2 separate regions of the Drosophila melanogaster genome follow, and region 2 is linked to region 1. A link is a contact called in public Hi-C data. All regions are on one chromosome and are shown on one strand. Each heading gives the region's core, a stretch centred on a gene start, on an enhancer-like site or on the middle of the called end of the contact. The rest is flanking DNA. Distances are from core to core; before and after follow the strand shown.

Region 1 (3,476 bases), core at 671-3,170:
AACCATGGTCATCACCATCAATGTGGAGCGGCAGTAGCCAAACGAACGATAGTGGCCAGCAGCAGTCGGCGTAGAGATCGGATTCGGATTCGGACTTGGATTTGGATTTTGATTTGGACTCGGGTTTTTGGTTTTGGATTTGGATTCAGATTCGAAAATCGCGATCTGAGAACTGCAATGCGAGCGCAACAACGAAACGTTTTTTGTTTAATTTTAGCATCAGTTTTTTTTCGCGCATTAGTTATGTAAGCCACAGATGGAGAAAAAAGGGGTTCGGAAAATGTAAGGAGAAAACTTTTCTGTTTATAGTGAAAAAAAGAGAAATGTTAAAACATCAGCGCAAGAGATCATTTAACTTGCAAGTCAGTACTTAGCTATATAATCGTATGCTATGTTTATTTTTTGGGCTGAAACTCAGAAATCTTCGGAGACTTTAGAACCTTTGGTTAAAGAAATATACATTTGAGAACTTTTAGGAACAAACATTCCATAAATCTATACAAAAAAAAAACTTGAATCTCTTCTTGACAATTTGTTTAAATGTTTACCAAAACTTTGTGGTTTTTAAAGTCCCGGAGTTTCGGGTACGGTCCCATTTATAAGTATATATGCACTCGTGCTAAGATTTGGTCCGAACTCGTATAATTTATTCGCAAAGCTTTCATAAGGTTCTTAGTTAAATTTTCTTTATGAATTAGTTGTATGTAAAGGCGTGAAAAAGGGCAAAAAGGCGAGGCGTAGTAATTAGTTGCAAGGCACCACCAAGTCCACCCACATCCACACCTCCCCGAAGGTCACTCCACCCCATTTCCCCTTCACCCAGCAAGCAGATCACACAGCTGCAGCCAAATTATGTGCAACTTGGTTTCGTTTGAGGTCTCAAGCCCAATCGACTTGCTCATAGTCGCAAATTAGTTACGTAAACACTTACACTAGATAGAACTACCCATCCATTCCACAAGAAAAAATCCATAAAAAAAAATTCAAAAACAAATCACAAAACTCCAATCGGCAGCAGCAGCAACAGCAAATAATATCGTAGTACGCGTGCCACACCGAACATAGTGTATAAATATCTGCACAGGATCGAAAGAGTATATATATTATTATTAGCCCCAACTCACCAAGCTACACCATTTCATTATGTTTTTGTACCTACCCATTATATATCGCCCTGTATTTGTATTTCTAGAGTCTTGTAATTTGTAGATTTTGTTTTCGCGTGTGTATCGTCGAGCGGTCCAGTGCTAAAATGTCGCTCAGTATGCAATATTATTTGAATTTCGTGCATTATTTCCAATGTAAATAATAATAATTTATTTCATAAATAAAACAATGAATATTTTTACTAAACAAGATTTGGATTTTTACCTTTCTGGTTGGTTTTATTATTTCCAATAAACGAAGTTTGTAAATGAACGAAATACAAATCATACTTCAAAATTGGCGGGCAATAATAAGCGCCATCTATTGGCCTTTTGAAGGAACAGCTGATTTAACATATGGTGTCGCTGTTAAAATGCCAACTTGCCAAGTGCTGTTGTGCTATCGAAATGGCAGCCGATAGTAGTGCTGTTAGGCGCAAGTCCGCTGTTATGAGAAATTTATGTAATTGGTATTTTTTGATACGAGGCTGTTAATTTTGATAACTGTTGTAATAGAAACAATAATAGGTTCATTAAATCGGATACATTATGTGTTCTACAATTACGTAAAGTGGCTGTACATTAATGCAGTGTTTTTGTAGTTCAGTATATAATTAAATTTTCTATCCGTCTGGCAACTCTGCGGCTGCTAGGCCACCAAATGGCTACACCATAAATACCAACTTTCGGTATTTAAGCAACCCTGCGGACAAAAACTATCGATACTCGCGCAACGCGGCCACACTAATCTCTGCTCACCACCAGCGTCTCTTCTTCTTCCCTTTTCTTTTTGCTGCGCTTCCGGAGAAGTCGTCTTTGCTAGAAGCCACGTGCTAAATTTGTAGCTTGCAAGTTTCGTTCGATTCTTAAACCGTTCGCCACGAGAGATGGTGCGTACAATGTGCTCGTTAAACCGAAATACACTTGCCCTGCCAGCCAGGCAGCCTATTTCGAGTGTTTTCCCTTATATTTTTTTGAGTGTGCCGTGCAAGCCGAACTGCTAATACCCTGCGTGTTTCCATTACAGACGAAGGGTACCTCCAGCTTTGGTAAGCGCCACAATAAGACGCACACCCTGTGCCGTCGCTGTGGCCGCTCCTCCTACCACATCCAGAAGTCCACTTGCGCCCAGTGCGGCTACCCCGCCGCCAAGTTGCGTTCCTGTAAGTCAAGATGCCCCAATCCCCGCCCAGTAACCAGGTTAATAATTGTATTCTCCGCACACTAGACAACTGGTCCGTGAAGGCCAAGAGGAGGAAGACCACCGGCACCGGTCGCATGCAGCACCTGAAGGTTGTGCGCCGCCGTTTCCGCAACGGATTCCGCGAGGGCACCCAGGCCAAGCCCAAGAAGGCCGTGGCCAGCAAGTAGGAGGCTCTGTGTGTCCCAAGATGTATATCCCACACCGGGCTATATGGACGGAGATAGCAGCTGCTCCCTTAACCGCAGATAACGACAGCCTCCAGTTGATCAACGTGTACACACCATCTAAAATCCACTGAAAATGGCCCCTCAACATGGCTAATAAATCGCTCGAGCGCTAATAAATGAACGTTTTTTTTTATTAAGTGAAACTGGTGAATATTTTTTTATTGTTTGTGCAACAAAAGTGAAATGTGACCGAAAAGCGATCAAAAGATAGCGTGTAAATGGCCAAGATCCATAACCAAATGCTTGTAGGGCTGATTTCCTCGTGGTTTTCGCAAAAATTGTTAGTGTTCGCTGGTAGTCGAATACTTTTCCAGGGCAGGCTATCCACGTAGCTTTTATTGAAAACTAAAAAAGAACGCTTTAATAAACGCAGTATAGTCAGCTATAAAATCCAAGAGCTTCGGTAACTAAACCAAAAGCATGGCAATTCATACCACAGCTCAAATGTAAATGAAAATCGCTTTCTGTGCTATAAAAACTTCTAATTAGAATATATCGTTTCCAAAAACAGATTAAGAACCATATAAATCGTTCAAAGTTGCGAAAAACGTGTTCTCGCCATAAGATGATAGTTTCTGTTTACTATGAATTGTAATTCTTTGTTTTTAAACGTAGCCCCATATATGGTAAAACATATGATAGAACTGCAGACACAACAAAAATTATTAACTATATGTGCCTTGCTTCGATTTGTAGCAATTGAAATGGTTGCAGTTAGTACACGAGCAGTTATTCTACAATAATTCATAAAAAACACTTTAAATTGCCATTCTAAAAATGAAATATATATCTGACAAGATTCAACAGAAGCAAAACAGCAAACAATGGCCAAAATATTGACAATCTGTCTTAGAAATATACATTTGATATTTATAAATATTTATTTCCGTTTACATTTCC
Region 2 (3,462 bases), core at 126-2,625, 180 kb before region 1:
TGGGTTAATCGAAGAAGAAGAGCCGCCGAGCGATGGCGACAGGAAATTGAAAATTGTTTCCGAATCACTTGGAATAGGTTAATATATATTTAAAAAACACCTTGCCAAACAATGACACCCACACACGCACAAGAGTCGTTTAGAATACAGAAAATCGTTGCTTTTTTTTTACACTTTTTGCATTTTTTTTTTTTTTTTTAACAGCTACACACACAAACACATCCCCACGGGGTTATTGTTGTTATTGTGGTTGCATATTATTCATCCGGAGCATTTTCTAGTTAATGCTTTTATTTGTTTTTGGCTGTTTTGGGGTGGCACATCTGTCTTATCAGACGACGGAACACCTTCGTATATGTATGTGCATGTAGAAGTGTAATTGCAAAATGGGACACTTGCAATTACATATGTACATGAAAGCAGCGGTCCACAACCAACAACAACAACAACAACAGCAGCAAACACATGTGATATTATGTGTGTGGAAGAGGGCAGTGTGACCAAACTTGGTGGTAATCTACGAAGAACAGGGAAATTGAGACGCTATGCGAACGTAAATAAGGCAAGTTGCAGTGGAAATGCAGGGAAATGAGTTAGTTAAAGGGTGTTTTTGAGGGGGAAAAATGTGGAAAGGCAACGTTCGAGTGGCTGGTGAAAATACCAGTTTTGATTAAAATACCAGCCAGCTGCGGCCACACTGTGCCAAATACATTTCGTCTGCCTCGGCTCTTCCCCTCCCTGCTTCACACCATCCTTCACCTTTTCCCACTTGCATTGTCGCCATTTTCGTCAATTACCAAAAGACCTCTTCTTACTTTTTTTTCTCTGCTCGTTGTATTTTACGCACTCTGCTGGCAGCGCTGTCGGCGTCGCTGCCAGCTGCCAGCAGCGAGCGGTACACTTGCAACTATCCTGTGCACCCTACAATTATGCGGTTCAGAATTTAACTTGATTTTTTGGGACTGACAGGCAGGCTGCAGGCGGCAGGCAAAGTCCCCCCATTCAACACGTTTGCACATTACATAAAAAAGGAATGGATATTTCGTTTAGGGCACTTACATTTTCGGCAGCCACATCCCCACTCATTTTGCGGAACTCGCTTAGCGGTTTTTCTTTTATTTTATTCGTTCCTTTCTTTTCTTTTCACGCTTTTACACTGTTCGACTAAACTGTTCGTTAGGATTTTCAATAATTAGATGTTGGTGCTCCTTAAAGCGGTGACAGCGGCGGGGAAATAAAAGCGCACTGAAGTTTTTCGAAAAGGAGCAGCGTTTGGTGCTTTGGTCAATGCGAATGCCCTTGCTTTTTGGCTTCTTTGCGTTTTACGGAACGCAGCAGCCACGCAGTCTCCCCGATAGGCGATTGGTTCGGACAAGTAGCGACTGCTGCTATCGGAGAGCGATAGGCTGATAGTTCGGATTCGGACAGTGTGACCGTCGGTGCCCGTGTCGATACTAGCCTGTCGATAGATGTTCACTCTTTCTCGATAGTCTGAGCACTGAATTGATACGAAATCTAGAATAACTTTAAGAAAAAGCTAACTTTTTTTCACTTTCACAAAAGGGTTTTCCCCACTATTTGCTTAAATCACTGATTGTGGTAAATGCAGCGCCAAACGTTCAAAAAAAAAAAAATAAGCATTGAATGCCACAAAATGAAATATAAAACATTTAAAGAAATTATTTAACGTTCTGGCATCGAAGTAATTTATTACTTTCGTACAGCTCTTGCAATTATTATTTTGGAAGAAAAACAAATAAAACCACCGCCATAACTGCTTTATCATTGTTTTGTATGTAGGTACACAAGTTTATTCACTAATACATTAGTTTAATATTAATTTAGATAAAAAAAAAAACAAATGCATAACAAACATTTAACAGAGTTCTCATATTTTTGTCGCCTCAGCTTTTTCTGGTTTTTGTGGGTGTGTGTGTTTGTGTGTGTGTGTGGTTTCTTAACTTCCGTTTTTACGCTTTTACATCGATTTATTATTAGTTTACATCGAACCATATATGCATCTAATTATGTATACATTTGTGTAAATTGTACTTGGCTCACTTGCTACATATATGCAGTGCACCGTGCTTGGCCAAAATCCATCAATTCGTCCGGATTTATCTTAACCATAACAACATTAAACATCTATAAAAAGTGTTCGTACGGTAAATGTAATTAAACTATGCAACGCTTCCTTTTAGTGCGCGTATGAATATATTTGTTATATTTATGTATGTATGTATATATTACCTTTTCATGCGAAACTATGCCGATTTAAGTTTAGGTTTTAGTTTTAGATTTACGGTTGTTTCCATCTCGGTATTATGTATGTGTGTATGTAGTTGGTAACAGTCTTTTATCACGTTTAGTTTGGGCATTACGCACAACGTATGGTACATAGGTTTTTAATAGTATATTTCATTTAGCATAATAATTGTTTAAATCCTCCCATTTACGCTAATCATTACTTATATCATTATCTTAATCCTTTGTGGGTGTTTGTTGCCGTTTCCGCTTTCGATGCAAATTGACGTGACTCTTTTCTATTCATATTTGTTCTACCATCTTTTTGTTTTAGAAAATTGGGATCAGCAAATAACAAGTTGTGTTCAAAAGAATCAGCTGTGATTGGATTAAGCTACTAAATATGTATGTGTCTAACATTCTAAACGAAATCGGAAACGGAAACGGTAACGGTAACTAGTTCTACATGCATGTAAAAGTCCTTCTACGTGGGACAGGAAGTTAAAAACAACAAACTGAACAAACAGTGTATATATGTACATATATATATATATATATATATATATATGTGAGTGTGTGCATGTGGGCAGGGTATCTAAAGTATGCTTGTCTCAGGCTCACTCATAAGTTGGGGTTAAAGGTTATCTATCCGTATCTGTATCTGTACCTAAACTGTACCGCAGCAGTTACCCATCAGTTGACCGAACGAGAAGTAACCCTGAATTATTGGTTCTATTGGTTGGTACGAATTAGGGACACTTTGTATGTTGGGGCTTGAGCTGACTGCCAGGACAGTAGTTACATATCACATCGATGAAACCCTTCAGTCGAGACCCGATCGGGCGCTCTCCATCACTCTAGTCCTGGTCGTCCTCCTGAAGCGGCGGCGGCGGCTGCTCCTGATTCCGATCCGAATCCGATGACTTCCGGGTGCTTGCCTTATGCTGCAGCTGCACCTCGTACTCGCTCTTGATGTTCACATACAGTTCACTCTGCTTCTGGTGCTCCTGCTGCAAAAGGGTCACGAAAATACGGTCAGCATCAATCACAAACTGTGTGATTTCCAATCTCTCTCCTATATTTCATTTGCTTGTAATTTCATTTCAAGATTCTCGCTGTAATTGAATGCCAATAGCTTACCATGATCTCATCGAATCGCTGATTGGCATGGGGCAACTCGTATCGCTGACTCTGTTCCCGCAAATTCCTGGCCACATT

Evidence for each region. A called contact is a pair of places that touch in the nucleus more often than the background predicts.
Region 2: a contact with region 1 is called in a Hi-C map of the Kc167 cell line, with 4 times the contacts expected there. The contact joins the promoter of Top1 here to the promoter of RpL37-1 in region 1. A contact is called at or near these places in 9 of 107 Hi-C or Micro-C datasets (the D17-c3 cell line, the Kc167 cell line, embryo and 3 more) and 1 of 6 datasets of contacts at active chromatin or transcription factors (the Kc167 cell line).

Annotation. Positions count from the first base shown.
Region 1 is chrX:15,137,811-15,141,286 of dm6, reverse strand. RpL37-1 (Ribosomal protein L37-1) reads left to right here and starts at 1,920. Exons shown (of 3, transcript NM_132777.3): 1 at 1,920-2,035; 2 at 2,173-2,308; 3 at 2,374-3,417. The coding sequence starts at 2,033. The coding sequence ends at 2,516. CG9095 reads left to right here. Exons shown (of 10, transcript NM_132778.2): 10 at 1-1,350.
Region 2 is chrX:15,317,405-15,320,866 of dm6, reverse strand. It overlaps Top1 (Topoisomerase 1), which reads right to left and starts at 1,375. Exons shown (of 8, transcript NM_001014742.2): 1 at 1,060-1,375. The coding sequence starts at 1,086. gce (germ cell-expressed bHLH-PAS) reads right to left here. Exons shown (of 10, transcript NM_001272637.2): 9 at 3,385-3,462; 10 at 1,793-3,254. The coding sequence ends at 3,102. mir-4957 (mir-4957 stem loop) reads left to right here and starts at 830; the gene lies at 830-913. It also overlaps asRNA:CR44961.